Regions from separate parts of the Sus scrofa genome. Here region 1 is linked to region 2. The links are chromatin contacts, called in public Hi-C maps. All regions are on one chromosome and are shown on one strand. Each heading gives the region's core, a stretch centred on a gene start, on an enhancer-like site or on the middle of the called end of the contact. The rest is flanking DNA. Distances are from core to core; before and after follow the strand shown. Region 1 overlaps LOC110262223 (a long non-coding RNA gene). Region 2 has its middle 120 kb from the start of ZC3H12C.

Evidence for each region. Hi-C and Micro-C count contacts between places; a contact is called where the count stands out from the background.
Region 1: a contact with region 2 is called in a Hi-C map of embryonic fibroblasts, with 4 times the contacts expected there. The contact joins two enhancer-like sites. A contact is called at or near these places in 1 of 5 promoter capture datasets (liver), 9 of 47 Hi-C or Micro-C datasets (brain, embryonic fibroblasts, fetal skeletal muscle and 4 more) and 2 of 2 datasets of contacts at active chromatin or transcription factors (alveolar macrophages and skeletal muscle).

Annotation. Positions count from the first base shown.
Region 1 is chr9:38,331,800-38,337,292 of Sscrofa11.1, reverse strand. The region is part of intron 3 of LOC110262223 (a long non-coding RNA gene); the gene reads left to right. Among named protein-coding and RNA genes, the nearest start is that of RDX, 35 kb to the right of the region's middle. Within about 2 kb of position 3,567, at least 12 of the 83 cell types and tissues checked have an H3K27ac peak or open chromatin away from gene starts, as enhancers often do. A contact at or near this core is called in embryonic fibroblasts, where this site is marked.
Region 2 is chr9:38,012,858-38,018,410 of Sscrofa11.1, reverse strand. No RefSeq gene overlaps it. Among named protein-coding and RNA genes, the nearest start is that of ZC3H12C, 120 kb to the left of the region's middle. Within about 2 kb of position 2,005, at least 15 of the 83 cell types and tissues checked have an H3K27ac peak or open chromatin away from gene starts, as enhancers often do. A contact at or near this core is called in embryonic fibroblasts, where this site is marked.

The DNA of each region.
Region 1 (5,493 bases), core at 2,318-4,817, 320 kb before region 2:
AATAAAACTAAAAAAGAACATTTTAAAAATTAAAAAATAAAATCTTGGGTGTTCCCCTTGTGGCTTTGCCATGAGCTGTGCTGTAGGTCACAGAGGTGGCTCAGATCTGGCCTTGGTGTGGCTGTGGTGTAAGGCCGGCAGCTGCAGCTCTCATTTGACCCCTAGTCTGGGAACTTCCATATGCCTCTGGTGCAGCCCTAAAACCTAAAACAAAAACAAACAAACAAAAAATCTTAAAAAAAAAAGGAATTGACCACTTATGGATGAAGGTGTATACTGCTCTGCCAAGAGTAGGCTAATCATTTCTCACCATTTTTGTAATGTTCAAAAGATTTTTCTTTCCTTGAAAAGCAATTATGTGACAAAATAAACAATAAAATGTGAAAATTAAGAAAAAATGTTAATTAAAAAAGTAATTATGTTTGAAAAAATAATATAAATACATAGACAAATCTATTCTCTAAAACTAAGATTATATTAGAACAGTTAGGCACTTAATAGTCAGCTTAATTACCAACATTTCATTGAAACTTATTCTCCTTTAGTTCCTCCTACAAATCCTTGGAAGAGGGACAGAAGAGTGTGAATGGTTAGGAACACAGTGTCTTTAAGTCAAGACATAAATTCAAATTCCGGCTCTATCGTTTACTAGACTTGTAAATTTTGGAGATGTACTTAACCTCCCTAAGCCTCACTTTCCTCATCTGTATGACGGGAATCATAGTAATGATTCTTTCTTAGGGCTGTTGTCAGATTAAAAAGTAATTCACATAATTCAATAAATGGAATCGCTCATTATCCCTTGGGATTTTCACAGATGGAGAAACCAGAGCTCACTGCAATGATTTACTCAAGATTGCTCATTTAGTAAGTGGTAGAGACAAAACTGAAATCTATATAGCTTTGTTCAAAGTTCCAGCTCTTGCCACAACCAAAAGCAAGATTTTCCTCCTAAGTAGAACAGCTCTGTCTGCCCCTTGCAGATGATAAGGCCTCTAAACGGTTGTGTCTCTGCTGGCCTGCCAAAGAAAGCCACTTGACTCTTTCAAGTTCACAGCCTGCATGTGCGGGGGAGGGGGTGCAGCGGGGTGCCTGCCTATCTCTGTCATGCAACCCTCTGTTGTTCTCTTATGACCCTACTTTGGGTCCTTCGAGGAGGCACATGCCCTTCACTCCCTTTCCCCCATCTCAGGCTGCTCCTCTAGGATTAGGGAAGCTTTGATCTTTTTTCATCCTAGTATCCAAGAGCAGGCTCTTCAGCACTGAAATCTCCCTCAAGCATCCTTGATCAGTCTCTGATTAGGGCTCATGCAAATATGACTTTCCCTATCCTAGAGGTTAGAGGACCCAGTCTTTTTATTTTTGTATCTTTCAGAGCCCAACATGAACTGACACTCATTAGCATTCCATAAATGTTTGCTGGAAAAAAAGTTGGAAGGAAGAGGTGAAGGGAGGGAGGAAGAGGGAGAACAAGGTAGGTACCAGGTCCTGCTTATCACTCTAGGTGTTCCTGAAAAAGGTACAACAATGAGGTCACCTCCCTAGTTCCAAAAACATTTAACAGTATTTATACATTATTTATCTATTTATCTATATGTATATGTATATGCATCTATCTACCTATCTATAGCTGTAAGCTTTTTTTTTTTTTTTCTTTTTAGGGCAGCACCTGCGGCATATGGAAATTCCTGGGCCAGGTGTTGAATCAGAGCTGCATCTGAGGTCTACACCACGCCATGGCAATGCCAGATCCAAGCCAAATCTGTGATTTCTGCCATAGCTTGCAGCAACTCTGGATCCTTAACACACTGAGTGAGACCAGGGACTGAACCCATATCCTTCCGGATCCATGTCGGGTTCTTTTTGTTTGTTTGTTTGACTTTGCCTTTTCTAGGGCTGCTCCCTCGGCATATGAAGGTTCCCAGGCTAGGGGTCGAATCGGAGCTGTAGCCACCGGCCTACACCAGAGCCACAGCAACGTGAGATCCGAGCCATGTCTGCAACCTACACCACAGCTCACGGCAACACCGGATCCTTAACCCAATGAGCAAGGCCAGGGATCGAACCCGCAACCTCATGGTTCCTAGTCGGATTCGTTAACCGCTGCACCACGATGGGAACTCCCATGTCAGGTTCTTAACCCATTGAACTACAACAGGGACTCCTGGAAGTATTGATAACAGTGAAATGATTTTAATTTTAATCTCAGAAATCACATTTAAAATTTAGGAGATTGTGTCTGTGTGTGTAATTCTGCCTTAGCCTGGGACTGTGAGGGCTGAAGCACAAGTATGAGTGGAGTCCAACAGCAGGATGCAGAGATTCAGTTCTTTTTACAGGTATGCTATGTAAACCTGGGTGAGAACACTCTCAGAACTGTTAAAATGAAAGTAATTTTAAAGGCTATTGCTCTTAGAGTAAAAATGATAATGCATTTTAAATAGTCAGTTTGAGATTTCCCGTCGTGGCTCAGTGGTTAACGAATCTGACTAGGAATCATGAGGTTTCAGGTTCGATCCCTGGCCTCGCTCAGTGGGTTAAGGATCTGGCGTTGCCGTGAGCTGTGGTGTAGGTCGCAGACGCGGCTCAGATCTGGCATTGCTGTGGCTCTGGTGTATGCCGGCAGCTACAGCTCCGATTGAACTCCTAGCCTGGGAACCTCCATATGCCGCTGGAACGGCCCTAGAAAAGACAAAAAGACCAAAAAGTAAAAAATAAAGAAATAGCCAGTTTGAAAAGGACCCATGACGGTGATCATTGTGCTTTCTGAGTTCTTACAATGGACCATATTCTGTCATTTGAGTTTTTTCCATTCTCACTTTCTCCCCACCACAACTTATACATCTAGAACTCCTGACTTTTGGCTGAGCAGTACAATCATTCGTTCCCACTACTTCTGTATCTGAAATGACTTTAAGTATTTATTTATGTATTTATTTATTTATTTTTGCATTTAAGGGCTGCACCCGAGGCATATGGAGGTTTCCAGGCTAGGGGTCTAATCAGAGCTACAGCTGCTGGCCTACACCACAGCCACAGCAACATCAGATCCTTAAACCACTGAGTGAGGCTAGGGATCAAACCCCCATCCTCACGGTTCCTAGTTGGATTCATTTCCACTGCTCTGAAATGACTTTAGAATCTGTTCCTGGCCTCTCTGTTCCCACTGTGACTCCCCTATCTTTTAATAATTCTCGCTTAACTGCAGTAGCCTCTTTAACAATCATTCTCTGTTTTGTCTGCTTCATCCTAGGACATTTAAACAAATTTGAACCATGCATGCCATGTACCTCTAGAAGCATGTAAAAGCTCAGCTTTTGGCTGCAGCTATCTTGGCTCTATCCTTTAATAGTCTCTGGTCTCCAGTCCACACCATTCCAGCTCCTGACACCAGTCACAGACTCCCCTGCCTTTGACTACCTGGGCTTCTCTTTTACCCTGCATTCTCTTTGACTTAACATCATTTTTACTCACAAACCCATATCTGCAACCCTGGGTAAAAAGTATTTTCATGGCCTCATTCTGCCTATGATTACTCATTCTAGCCCGCTAGCCTACTCATCATGGAAAAATGAGACTAGGCAAAGTCTGTCATTACAATGGCATTCCAGCACTCAAATTGTAGCATGGTACTCTCTGATTCCAGTGCCAACAGCAAAATGTCAGTGTGGTTGTTCAAGGTTTGGGGACTTGGCTGGGTATGAGACACAAATGATCTTTGATGACAGAGGCTGGTGGGAAGGAAAAACAGAAGCCACCTTTTTGGGAACACCCACCACTGGGATGGAAGGTGGACTGGGAGGAGCTGACCATGCTTTAAAAGCAGACCCTGGAGAAGGCTGTTAGGGAGCAAAGGCAGGAGGTCTCAATGGTCTCAGTTACCAATCCAGAAGCTGTGGATGCTGCCATGAAGGCAGAGGGGGCTGGTGGTCAGCCAGCCTGGTAACAAATTACACTGTTCAAGTTTTTACCATAAAAAGCATACAGATAAATCCCTGCTAAAGACTCCACTCTTTTCTCCAATAAATTGTTAGTCACCAGCTCTATATCAGGCATTGTGTTAGGTATTGAATACACAATGGAAAAAGAAAGCAGGCATGGTGACTTCCTTGGCAAGTTTTGTCAAACAACTTGGCACACACCATTCTTCTTTATTGTCTTGTCAATATTAGAATAGGTTTTGGACTAGTAGATGTGGCTTCTAGCCAGTGCATTTATGCAAACAGTTCTCAGATGTGCCACAAATATGTGGCCAAGATAACATTATAGCCTCTGTTCCTGCTCTGGAAGAAAGACACAATGTTTCAGAAAAAAACAAAAAAAAAAAAAAAAAGAAAGAAAGAAAGAAATCCTTCATAGACAAATAACAAAAATACACATTCGTGGTTTCTGGATGCCTTGAATTTTCCAAGCAGTTTTTCCAACTGGCCATCTGTCTATATTCAGTTCAAAAAAACACCCCAACCTGGAATCTTGGATAGTTAATCATCACAACACAGTTTTCAACAATACACCCAGATGTTTATGCTAACTGTCGAGAGGACCTGGTGACCCAACATGAAATGATTTCATGTTGAACTTGCTTCTCACAGCAAGATGAGTATCAAGAAAATAGTCTCTTGAGAAGAAACTAGTTCATATCACTAAGAACCCATGTCCAATGAGAAAGAAGACTTACGTAAATAAAGAGCCACATCATATTCTTGGCCTGAAAGACACACATTGTAAAGATGTCAGTTTTTCCTAAAACCAACCTATAAATGTATTACAGCCCAGTAAAAACTCTAATGGAATTCTCTTGGAACCTGGGAAAACAATTTTAAAATTTGGAAGAATGAAAATGTGCACAAATAGCCAGGAAGATCCCAATCAAGAAGACTATTAGGGAGGACTGTGCCAGTTATTTAAACGGCAGTATTTACTGCTGAGATACTGCTGCAGGAGTAGACAGACAAGGAATATGACAAAATATTGAATACAGAAGTAGATATGAATGAGATTTGATTATATAATAAACTGGTGGAAAGAAATGTGTTATTTGGACAACCACTTTAATCATTTGGAGAAAGAATAAAGTTGGAGGCCTACCTTGAACTTCCAGATGGAATAAAGGTTTAGGGTACTGAAAACTTTTAGATGAGTATTTTTATAATGCTTAAGTGAAAGAGGGCTGGATAGCCTGAAACCGGGCTGTCCCGGCCCCAGGTCCCTGCCCTGTCCCCCCACAGGCAGGATTCCCCATTGTGAGTGGTCTCGATGTGACAGACAGAGTGCCCTGCCTGGACTTGAAGAGCTGAGGAAACCAGTCTCCCTCCGGCTCACACACATGGCCCGGTAGGAACTCCCTGTGACTTGCTGACTGAAGAAGAAAGCCTGAGCCTGGTTCTCAGAGGGTCCTTCCCTGATTAACAGACACCAGCTATACCACGTTAGTACATCTCACTGCCCACCTTCCTGGAGAGCAAGGGCCTCTGGGTTTAGAGTCCAAGGAAG
Region 2 (5,553 bases), core at 756-3,255:
AAAGATATTTCACTAAAGAAGATACATGGATGGCACATAAGAAAAGATGTTCAACATCATTAGTTAGTCATCAGGTAAATGCAATATAAATCTGTAATGAGATAGCACTATGCACCTATTGGAATGGCTCAAATTTGAAAAAAAAAAAAGTGACAATACCAAAAACTGGCTAGGATTAGGAGAAACTGGATCACTCATACATTGCTAGTTAGAATAAAAATTGTACAACTTCTCCGGAAAACAGTTGGCAGTTTCTTAAAAAAAAAAACTAAATATGCAACTACTACATGGCTCAGCAACTGCTCCTGGACATTTATTCCAGAGAAATGAAAATTTATGTTCACATAAAATCTTATACATGAATGTTCATAGCAGCTTTATTTGTCATCCGCAAATACTCAAGACAATTTAGGTATCCTTCAATGGATGAATGGTTAAAGAAACTAGGGTATATCTATATCATGGAGTATTACTCAGCAATAAAAAGTAATGAACTATGAACAGTGTGGATGAATCTCCAGAGAATGATGCTGAGTGAAAAAAGCCAATTTTAAAAAGTTGCATACTGTATGATTCCATTTATATAGCAATTTCAAGATGACAAAATTATACAAATAGAGAACAAATTAGTGGTGGCCAGGGTCTAAGGCGTGGGGGTACAGCAGGATGGTAAGGGGACATGGGTGCTGTAAAAGGATAGCATGAGGGATTCTCGTGATGATGGAAATATTGCATCTTGACTGAATCAATGTCAACATCCTGGCTGTAATGTTGTCCTTCATTTTTGTAAATGTAAACATTGGGGGAAATGGACAAAAAGTCCAAGGAAAGCGCAGTGTTTATTGCAGGGCACCAAGCAAAGGAGCCCAGGGCACCTCGTCTCAAAACACCCAAACTCCCCGTGGGTTTCAGGAGAGCATTTTTCAAGGCAAAGTGAGGGAGGAGAGTTCCAGGGTAGGTGGTCAGCTGGTACACAATTCTCTGATTGGTTGATGGTGAGGTAACAGGCCCCATCACAGGAATTAAAGATCAATCTTCAGGCTCCAGGAGGCCTGGGGGCTACATGGTCAAGGTGGTTAAATAGTCAATGCCTTGTGTTTGCTGGAGGTTTTAGCATCTGTAAAACAACTCAGGATATGTGCATCTGATACTATTATCTAGGTATTTAGGAGAAGAGCTAAAGCAAAGGGTGTGAGGGAGAGGTCTGCCCAGGGGGCCCCATAGGGTCCTGCTCCATTACAATACTAGTTTCCTGCATTTCTTCCTACTTTGTATGCACTTGGTATCTGGGTGTTTCTTAGCTGGCACAGAGCAGAGGAAGCAATTTGGCCCCAGTCTAAATGACTGGGCCAGTATCCTGCTGGGTTCCTGTATTATGTAACCTAGCACCAGTGCAGTTTTGGAGAATGAGTGTTTTGGGTTATTTCTTTGGTCTGTTTACTGTTGGAGTTATGGGGTGGGGCGGGGGGGGGAACTTTGTCAGATTAGGCCTCAGCTGTGTATGGGGACAGTTGCCTTTGGGGGGTGAGGAGGGGCATGTCACAAGACTTTCTGCTGCAGAAAGGAAACCAGGTCTCTGAGAACTCCATTTGCTAACATCCTTACAACACTGAATCTGAGAAAGTACATCCTGGAAGGTCATAAAAGAGAGATGATCAGATCAATGTTTGATTTATGCTTCTGAGGGAACTGGTACAGTCACAGCCACAGCACGTGGGTTTGAAGTCAATTTATCAAACAGCTGATGGTGCGGCTCCCTCTCGTGGTCGGAGCCTGCACTGCCCAATGAAGCAAGAGGGCCTCTGGTAACTCGGAAATTAAAGTGAAAGAAAATAGAGCCTTTCTTTCGGTCACTAGCAACTTCTGACCTTCATAAATGCATTGATGAGGTTTATAAAACAGGTCAGCCTCCACAGGCGCCAGGAAGGGAACCCAGGTGATGACTGGTCAACAGTTAACCATCTTTGGCAGAACTCTAAGATGCCTGCTTGCCTTTGATGTGCGGGCTTCCCTTCAGAACTGCTTTATCCCCTGTGCTTCACAACCACCCTCTTCCCCTGAACTCAGCCCATAACACGCACAGTCAGAAGTCAGTGCTACTGCCTTCATCGAGATCTGTGATCTAGGTATCAGGCTTTTACATCTTTCTGTGAAATTAAGTCAATACATTCCTGTTCTCAATGGAAATACATTCCAAGCCCTGTTCTCTAAATGTGGAATTAAAGGCCATTAAATTACAAGCCTCAGGGAGAAGTAAAAATTGGTTAGAGTGGTTAGTTTAGCTCAACACACTGCAGCTCAGCGCTGGACATCTCATATCTTAGAATCCTTGTCTCTGGTTTGTGTTGGGGTCCTGGGGGAGGCAGCGAGCCATGACTTTTAGCATGTGACTCAGGCCCCTAAACTCTTTATCAGCTCTCAAAGTCCTGCTTCACAATGGTTCCTTTGCCCAAAAGTGTCCTCTCCTCAAATACTTTCATTCATCTCGAGACATTTCTTCCTTGTGCTGTTTTTTCTAAAGTGGATAATATATAAGGGTTATCCTGCCATTTGGGAGGCCGTGGCTGGGAAATTTTGGAAGTCGCTACGTCTGGTAAAGGCTCTTTGTTTCATTAGAGTGGGGTTTCCAGGTGGTGGTCCATGAAGGAGACAGAGTTGGAAAAGAGGTGGCTACCCAGCTCTTTATTGTTGTTTGATAAAGTGCATTTTTAAAATGACCACTGCTTTCATGTTCTTTTTACGACAATTTTTATTTTGGAATTTTAAGTACCGTTAAAGGATTTATGCTTTAAAAGACATTTCTGCTTTGGAAAATGAGGCACTAACCAAACCAAACCAAAAAAAAAAACCACAGTTCTGAGCTAAAGAGAACCATGCAATGCTGATAATAACTAACCCATATTGTGCTTTTTGTTCTAAATGCTTTATATTCTGATTTAGTTCGTCCTCATAACAATAGTGAGATAGATTATTATAGTCTCTATTTTACAGGTAGAGAAATGGAAGCACAGTGATTCTGTAAAGTGCCCAATATCACTTTATTAGAAGGAAGCCTGGCTCAAATCTTGGGCTTAAATAAAAGGAACCATTGTGGTCTTGATTGTATGATTTAGGGCAAGTGATTGGAGCACCTCTGAGATTTTCTTACTATAAAATGAGGACAATAATTCTGCTCTGTCTGCCGCATTAAATGTTGTATTACAAACACTTAATGAAAATGTTTTTATTCAAGTATAGTTGATTTACAGTGTTGTGTTGATTTCTGCTGTAGAGGAAAGTGACCCATACATGTGTACACAAGGCCATTTACTTTCCAAATATTTGTTGAGTGTCAACCGAATGTCTACGGGAAACACAACAGTGATGACAGGTTCTTGCCCTCCTGTACTTAATACTCTAATGAGGGAGAGAGAAAACAGATGAACAAAGAAATAAATAAAGTCATTATAAATTGTGCTAAAGTCTCCAAAGGCAATGATGCAGGGTTGAGCTAGAGAACCCCGGTTGAGGGCAGTGGAGGGCAAATAGCCATGGGACTACAGCTATTTTAGATGGAGAAACGGGGTAATCAGCCAAGGACAGAGAAGGTGAGGTGTTAGCTAAGACCTAGAGATCCATGGAGAGCTGGCCTTGGGGAAACATTGGAGAGGGTGGAAGGATAGATTATTCCAGACGGAATGGGGCCAGCTCTATGAGCAGAAACTGAGACCAGTACGATGCCATCCATGAAGTTACTGTACATGAAGGTGTGGAAAGAAACTATGACAAAGAGGGAGTTAAAATACCGTGAAACAAAAACACTGATGTAACCGAATAGTTTGTTGAAACACTTGCGTGTTCTTTGTTTTCTTCTTTCTTATTCTCCTGCACTCAATCTTCTCTCCTTTTTTTAAATTTTTAAATTATAATTGATCCATGATGTTCTGTCATTTTCTGCTGTACAGCAAAGTGACCCAATAATACATACATATAATATACATACATACATACATTCTTTATCTCATATTATCTCCCATCATGTTCTATCACTAGTAACTGGATATATTTCCCGGTGCTATACAGCGGGACCTCATTGCTTATCCTTATTTTGTATTCTAAATGTAATAGTTTGCATCTACTAACCCCAAACTCCCAGTCCATCCCACTCCCTCTCCCTCCTTCTTGGTAATCACAAATCTGTTCTCAGTGTGTGTGAGTCTTTGTTATGTAGATAGATTCATTTGTACCACATTTTAGGTTTCCACGGTATGCGCTATCCTGTGGTATTTGTTTTTCTCTTTCTGACTTACTTTACTAAGTATGAGAATCTCTAGTTGCATCCATGTTGCCACAAATATTACTTTGTTCTTTTTTAATGGCTGATTAGTGTTCCATCATAGATGTGTAACACATCTTTATTTATTTTTTTTTTTGCTTTTTAGGGCCACACCTCAGCATATGGAGGTTCCCAGGCTAGGGGTCTAATCAGAGCTACAGCTGCTAGCCTACACCACAGCCACAGCAATGAGTGATCCAAGCCACATCTGCAACCTACACCACAGCTCACAGCAATGCTAGATCCTTAACCCACTGAGCGAGGCCTGGGATCAAACCCGCAACCTCATGGTTACTAGTCAGATTCGTTTCCACTGAGCCACAGTGGGAACTCCATGTACCACATCTTCTTAATCCATTCATCTATTGATGGACATTAAAGTGGTTTCCATGTCTTAGCTGTTGTGAATAGTGTTGCAATGAACATAGGAATGTATGTTTTTTTAAATTGAATATTTTGTCCAGATATATGCCCAGGAGTGGGATTGCTGGACCATATAGTAGTTCTATATTTCGTTTTCTGAGGAATTACTGTACTTTTTTCCATGATGGTTGTTACCAGTTTACATTCTGGCCAATAGTGTAGGAGGGTTCCCTTTTCTTCACACCTCCTCCAGCATTTGTTATTTGCAGACTTGTTAATGATGGCCATTCTGACTAATGAGACATGGTACCTCATTGTAGCTTTATTTGGTAAGCATTTTTAATAATCAGTGATGTTGAGCATTTTTTCAAGTGTCTGCTGGCCATCCGTATATCTTCTTTGGAGAAATGTCTATTCAGACCTTTTGACCATTTTTCAATTGGGTTGTTGGGTTTTTTTTCTGTTGAGTTGTATAAGTTTGTATATTTTAGAGATCAAGCCCTTGTTAGTTGCATCATTTGAAACTTTTTTCTCCATTCTGTAGGTTGTCTTTTCATTTTTCTTAATGGTTTCCTTTGCTGTGCAAAACTTGTAAGTTTGATTAGGTGCCATTCGTTTATTTTTGTTTTTATTTCTATTGCCTTGGGAGACTGACCTAAGAAAATATTTGTACAGTTGATATCAGAGAACATTGTGCCTATGTCCTCTTCTAGGAGTTTATGGTGTCTTGTCTTATGTTTAAGTTTTTAAGCCATTTTGAGTTTATTTTTGTGCATAGTGTGAGGGTGTGTTTTCATTTCATTGATTTACATGCAGCTATCCAGTTTCTCAACACCACTTGCTGAAGAGACTTCTTCCCATTTTATATTCTTTTG